Regions from separate parts of the Hordeum vulgare genome. Here region 1 is linked to region 2. Evidence: chromatin contacts called from public Hi-C data. All regions are on one chromosome and are shown on one strand. Each heading gives the region's core, a stretch centred on a gene start, on an enhancer-like site or on the middle of the called end of the contact. The rest is flanking DNA. Distances are from core to core; before and after follow the strand shown. Region 1 holds the start of LOC123425605 (cysteine-rich receptor-like protein kinase 10). Region 2 holds the start of LOC123425602 (disease resistance protein Pik-2-like).

Region 1 (3,096 bases), core at 145-2,644, 270 kb after region 2:
GCTGATATATCAACATAATAAGCATACAGTAACTTACACCGATCCCACGACACTTCTTGTGTTCTTTCGGGTTTGATCTTGGCCGAATATTCTCGAGAAACCAAAATCCGCAATTTTCGGTTTCATATTGTCACCCAGTAGTATATTTTGAGGCTTCAGACCCAAATGGAGAACAGGACTAGGCAAGGTATGTAGAAAATGTATACCTTCACATATTCCCTTTATTATTTTAAAGCGCGTATCCCAATCAATGCTACCGGATTCACCTGAAGTAACATGTAATAGAATTTCATAAGCTATCCAAGATGCTGGATAAAAATGATAATAAGTATCTCAGAATAATAATGACAGCAAAGATCTTGTGAAGAGAAAAATGTCCACCAAAGCAACAGCAGGATTCTTCTATTGATAACGTGTGATGTTATCCTTTTCTGCTCAGTATATTACCAGTGCAAAAAATAGAGGAAACTTATGCAAAGTCATGCTAGAACTCCGAACAAGGTACATGAAAAATAATAGCTCGGATAGTGCATGATGTATGACATACCAAAAAGATTATTGTGAAGGCTCCCCTTAGGCAAGTATTCATAGCAGAGTACAGTGTCAATGACCTCTGCAATAATATATCGTCCGTTGCTCTGCACCAATTTTTTTTGTGCCTCACGGCAGTAAGCAACCAACTTGACGATATTTTCATGTTCAAGCACCATAATATTCTGAACCTCATTCACGAATATTGTGTCACGTGGTACAGGGGAATTTTCCGCGAGTTTCTTCACAGCAACCACCCCACCATCGTCCAGGATCCCCTGTTTAACGTCACATAAAACTAATCTACCTTGGCACTTTCCCGTGTCAACCTCTTAATTGACAGAGAAAGTTGTGGCAAAATCATAGTACTACCTTATAAACTGACCCGAATGCGCCCTGACCAAGTAGTAGCTCATCGGAGAAGTTCCTTGTGATTTTGTTCAAGAAGTCTAATGGTAGCTCGTTCGGTAGGCTCTCCAGGGTTACGCCTCCGGTGGCCATTAATCGCTGATAATGTAAGAAGCTGCCGATGCGATCAATCACAACTTGCAATTTACCAAAGGAAGGAAGTTGCTAAACAATATCAGACTAAGGATGCACAAGAAAGCTGTATCTGGGAATAATTAAGCAGTTCGTCAAGTGCACTGACCTTGGAGAGGAACGGTCCTCGTCCTCGATGAAGGATCCAAGCTGGGAACAGAACACCGGGAGAGGGGATGAACTTCAGATCTGAGATGAATAGACTGCTTGCTGCCGGTGCCACTGCCCACTAGTATGTATGTAAAGCAAAAGGAAAGAAACAAGGAGGTATTTGTATGATCGGTTGACTTGACTGTCGCTAGCCTAGCATGTTCTTTCACCTGGGTCCGCCCTCGTCAGTAGACGCGGTTTGGTCTGATTTTAATTTCGATCGCGTGCATTTTTTTGGTGGGTGTGTGGGGGTGGGGTGGGGGTGGGGTGTTTTCGATATACTCCCTCCGTTCCTTATAATTAATATAAGGTGTATTAGTTTTTCAAAGTTAAAGTATATCTATGTTTGATCAATTTTATAGCAAAATATATAAGCATTTACAATACTAAAAATGCAAAATATAGAAACGTATTTCATGGTGAATCTAATGATAATTATTTGTTACTCTAAACATTGATATTTTTATCAATAAACTTGATCAAAATTAGAAAAGTTTGACTTTAAAAAAAAATAATACATCTTATATTTAGGAACGAAAGGCGTATTCATCAAACAAGCTTGTAAGCATTTTATCAAGTGAATTAGAGCAACTTCAACGGACAGACCCAAACGGACGGCGAATTTGTCCGTTTGGGTCGGCCGCCCGCCCGGCGTCCGCCCTGTTTTAAATTTGTTTCGACGGTGTGCCCAACGCGCCAACCCATTTTATACCCGCAATCAACATTTTTTTTCAAAAGGCTCGCGGCCGATCATGCGAGCGGCCATGTCTCATGCCGGCATACAATGCCGGCTTTAAAAAAATAACACCACAGTTCATGTTGGCGCACTCGCCAGACGGCCGGCACACATGCCAACACACAAAAAGGATGGGACTTGAGTTCAACCACGCCATCGCGCCCCCCCTGGTCATGCCAGCACACATGCCGGCATCCAAAAAAGATGGCGCTCGCCGCCATAGATCACTTGTCGTCAAACTTGAGCATGTCGGCCTACATCTTCTCGAGCCATGGCCTCTTCCTTGGCGACACGGTGTTGAGATCCACCTTCATGATCTCCATCCCGGTCATCATGCTCGCAAGAGCCACTTCTTTGGCCTTGGTCTTGGCGTTGGCGGCCTCGATCTCTAACATCCCGCTTGTCCTCCTTCTTGGAGTTGGTCTTCCCCCGTGGTCCAGCCTTCTCACCGTCCCCAACCTCCTTCACGGCTTGCTTCCTACCATGCGACTTGAGGGCGACATATTGCGCCTTGAACTTCTCCTCGTCTTTGATCACCCTAAAGCAATGGGAGAGGTTGAAGCACTTGCCATTGTGTTGGACCTTGAATGCCTCCAAAGCTTGAAATGCCTACAAATGTATTTCATGCAAGCATATTCGCAAAATGATATGCAAACGAACACCCAAGCATAAACTTGATAACACAAAAAAGAGGACGGCTTGCTAGCATACCATGTCTTGCATGCCGATGCCGCTCATGGGACGGGCCTTGACGCTCTCAAGAGTGGCACAAAACTTGTTGCACTCTTGTTGGATCACCCTCCAACATTTTGAAATGGACACCCACCCGCACGTGCTTACTATTTGGTACGGCGAAAACTTCTTGCGCTCATGGAACTCACGGTGAACACGAATCCAAAAGGTTGAATGCTTTTGTTCGGCGCATGTCTTGGGGTCTTGCCCAATGTCTCTCCAACACTCGCAAAGAAGCTTGTCCTCGACCGCCGTGTATGCCTTGGTCCGCTTGCTCTTGCGCTTCAGCTTCGTCCCGTCGGCTTGGTTGGCGAGCTCGTCCTCAAACAAAGGCTCCGCTTCGATGTCGCACTCGTCCTCTTCCTCTACCCCGTAGTCCTCCGGAAACTCATGGTCGAGAGGGAAGT
Region 2 (3,129 bases), core at 162-2,661:
TTATCCACTTCTTGGCTGCTTCCTCCTTACAGTTGCCGACTGATACATTCTTGCTGGCGGGTGCATTATTGATCTCCCTGCCTTGATCCACATCATATCGAGATCCCTAAACATAAGTAATTACATATGTTACGAAATGTGTAATTAGTCCATTCACCAGTAGAAACAAAAACTGATGAGGTTTTGGCTAGGATTAATTACCTTTGTAAAGAAAGCGTAAATAGAGTGCTCTGCTGATAGCTGGTTGAGATGCAGCACTTGGTATGGATGTCCAACGGTCGAGCTTGCTACCTCGAACTGCTTGGTGGGCAAGATGATGCAGCTGCCATTCTTCATGTTTGGAAAGAACCTCCTGATAGCATCCCAGTCTGCCATGGAGGACACGTCCTCCAGCACCACGAGGTACCTATTTTTCATGACAAGCTGCTCGAAATCCATGAGGGGTTCTACTCCTCGCATGGCATCCATCTTCATCAGGACTTGTACACCACCTACAGAGGTCGCGTGTTCCTCACCGGGAGAGGAAGAGTTTGCGTAGAACTGGGCCGTCAAAGACCGGACGAACTGGTGGGGATCGAAGGGATGCATCAACTTCACCCAGGCACGACAGACGAAGTTTTGGCAGGCCCCTTTATCAGTGTAGGCCTTCCAGGCGATGGATGTCATCCCAAGATCTTCTCCGCCTCCGGTGCCGGTGCCCCAGATGGAGATGACTCCAAGGTCATGGTCTTTCTTGGGGAGCAGCTGGGTGAGACCCCCTTTTAGGGTGGTTCTAAACGCCGCCTCGAAGAGCCTGTTGAACGCCGTTGCGCCACCGACGGCATCGCGGGAGGAAGCCGGGTCGTGCTTGTCGGCGGCGGGCTTGGAGCCGGAGTCGCTGATGAGGTTGTAGCGCGTGTTCCTGCTGCTCACGTCCTCCACCATGGCCTTGAGCCGGTCCAGCTCGTCGACCGCCTCGTCGAGCGGCAGCGGCGCGAGATCCAGGCAGGGCGCGAGGAGCCAGCTCACGGGGTTGAGAAGGCGGAGCCACCAGCTGTTGTTCTTGTCGAGGTGGACGACGAACTCGATGCAGTCCTCCACGTCGTAGGCCAGGTCGCGGATCTGCCGCACCCAGGTCCGCACCACCGGATTCTCCAGGCGGTCGCTGTCGGCGTTGTTGAGGAAGGCCTGCATCATCTGGAACTCGCCGGTGATGAACACCAGGTTGCGCTGTGCGCTCTGCCGCAGCTTGGACTCCTCCTCGATCGCCACCTGGGCCTTGGTCAGCGCCCCATCCACCACCGACTTGGCCATGCCCACCACAAGGTCCGCCATGGCTCCGCCCCCTGCCTACCAAGCTTACAGTCAGTCAAGCAGCTTATGCTCTTCAAGATGGGCATAAAATCCAACCCGAACCCGAACCCATATAGCCCGAATTCTCAGGCCAACTCCAGCGTACTACCCATTCGAGATGTTTGTTTTGTCCACATTCTATGACGCGCCAACAAATTCTTGACCGCATCTTGTTCGCCTCATTTTCGAACACAAACATTTAAAATAGCCACGGCCCATAGTTAATGCAAGCGGCCCTAAATCACGTCGACAACACAGCCAGCCTACAAGTCCTCACCGGCAGTACAGCCGGCCTCCAAAAGAATAGGTTTTTCGTCGGCAACACAGCCAGCGGCCGGCTCACCATGCCAGCCTCCCTAGTTCAGGCCATCGAAGGTCCCGCCCAGCCCACCCTTCTGAAAGGCCTCACCACAGCCCTCGAAGATAACATCCTTCATGAATTGACCGTAGAAAGGGTCCTCGACCGTTGGCGTCGGTGTTGGCATTTCGCCGAACAGGACGTGGGGAGACGACATGATGGCCGTAGACGGGGGTCGGGCTTGCTTTCTTTGCATCTCGATGGACGGGCGGCCGCAGGACCCCGGCGTGACGTTTAGGTCGATGACGGACGAGGGGCGCGGCATCGACGACGTGATCACGCTGACTTCCGACGACCCCGACAAACGGGTTTGGGCTTGGCAGCTTAGCAGAGGGAAACCATGCAACAATGGCGTGGTCGACGACGTCGGGGAGGGGCACTTCGGAGGCCGGACGACCGACGAGCCTATGCTCATCGGACCGACGGGCGCAGCCGCGAAGCTCGTCGGACGGCACAACCCCGTCATGAGGAGGGTGTGCGCTTTGCTAACGATGTCCTCCTTCTCTTGAGCATCGGCCTTCTATCGCGCGACCTCCACCTCAGCGAGCTCGATGGCGTACGCGGCCGTGGCGTCCTTCCTCTTCGCCTCTGCCGCCTGTTCCGCCTCTTGGCCGATTCCGCGTCCAGCTTTGTGATCTTCTCCGGCGTGAGTTCCAACCGCGGCTTCATCGTGCCCTAAGGCGCCTTCTTCTTCTTCGCCTTGGTGGTCGGGTCGCCAGAATTCGGCGGGGATCGTCCATGGCGGGAGGGTGGTGGGCGGGGCGTGGAAGGGTTTTGGGGGGGGGAATGAAATGGAATGGGGCGTGGGGACGGGAAGGCCGTGCTGCTTTGTGCCACCGACGGGCGGGCCAGGGGAGGACACGCGCGCGCGTCCCGCCTGTCCGTGCGGCGTCCGTGCGCTTTCCGTTTCAACACAAAACCGGACCAAGTTTGGGTCGGGAATGGGTCGAAAGCGGACAAAAAACGGACAAACGTCCGTTTGCGCCCGCGCACTGGGCCGCGTGGCGTGTCCGTTTTGCCCCAAACACACACGGGCGGATAATATAAAGTCGCGCGCTGTAGTTGGCCTAAAAACCCAAAGATCAAATCGGGTAGCAGCTTTTGGAACTTTTGAAATAGCAACTATCTGAGCGCCCTTCTTGGGAAGCCTTACAAGGTCACTTTCAAGCGTCGTCACTTAACGTATTTTCAGCCGCAGTCACGTAGCACTCAGGATGTTTTCTTTGGATTTTATTTTTTCGCGCGAGTTTTTGGCTTTTTGAATGTTTTTTGGTGTTTTTTCGGTGTTTCGGTTTTTCAACTGTCTTTCTTACTTTTTAGATGAAAAAAATAAAAACATGTTTTTTTCTCAGGAGGCATGATTTTTTTCGTAAGAGGCACAGATTTGCTTCTGCAAGAGGCAACAAAAAAAGAGTTTTTTTCTTCTCGTGGGGCATGTT

What was found. A called contact is a pair of places that touch in the nucleus more often than the background predicts.
Region 1: a contact with region 2 is called in a Hi-C map of seedling, with 2.1 times the contacts expected there. The contact joins the promoter of LOC123425605 here to the promoter of LOC123425602 in region 2. A contact is called at or near these places in 1 of 6 Hi-C or Micro-C datasets (seedling) and 1 of 1 datasets of contacts at active chromatin or transcription factors (embryo).

What each region holds. Positions count from the first base shown.
Region 1 is chr2H:148,058,629-148,061,724 of MorexV3_pseudomolecules_assembly, forward strand. LOC123425605 (cysteine-rich receptor-like protein kinase 10) reads right to left here and starts at 1,395. Exons shown (of 7, transcript XM_045109298.1): 1 at 1,181-1,395; 2 at 904-1,076; 3 at 548-809; 4 at 38-266. The coding sequence starts at 1,032.
Region 2 is chr2H:147,792,951-147,796,079 of MorexV3_pseudomolecules_assembly, forward strand. LOC123425602 (disease resistance protein Pik-2-like) reads right to left here and starts at 1,412. Exons shown (of 4, transcript XR_006621865.1): 1 at 202-1,412; 2 at 1-106.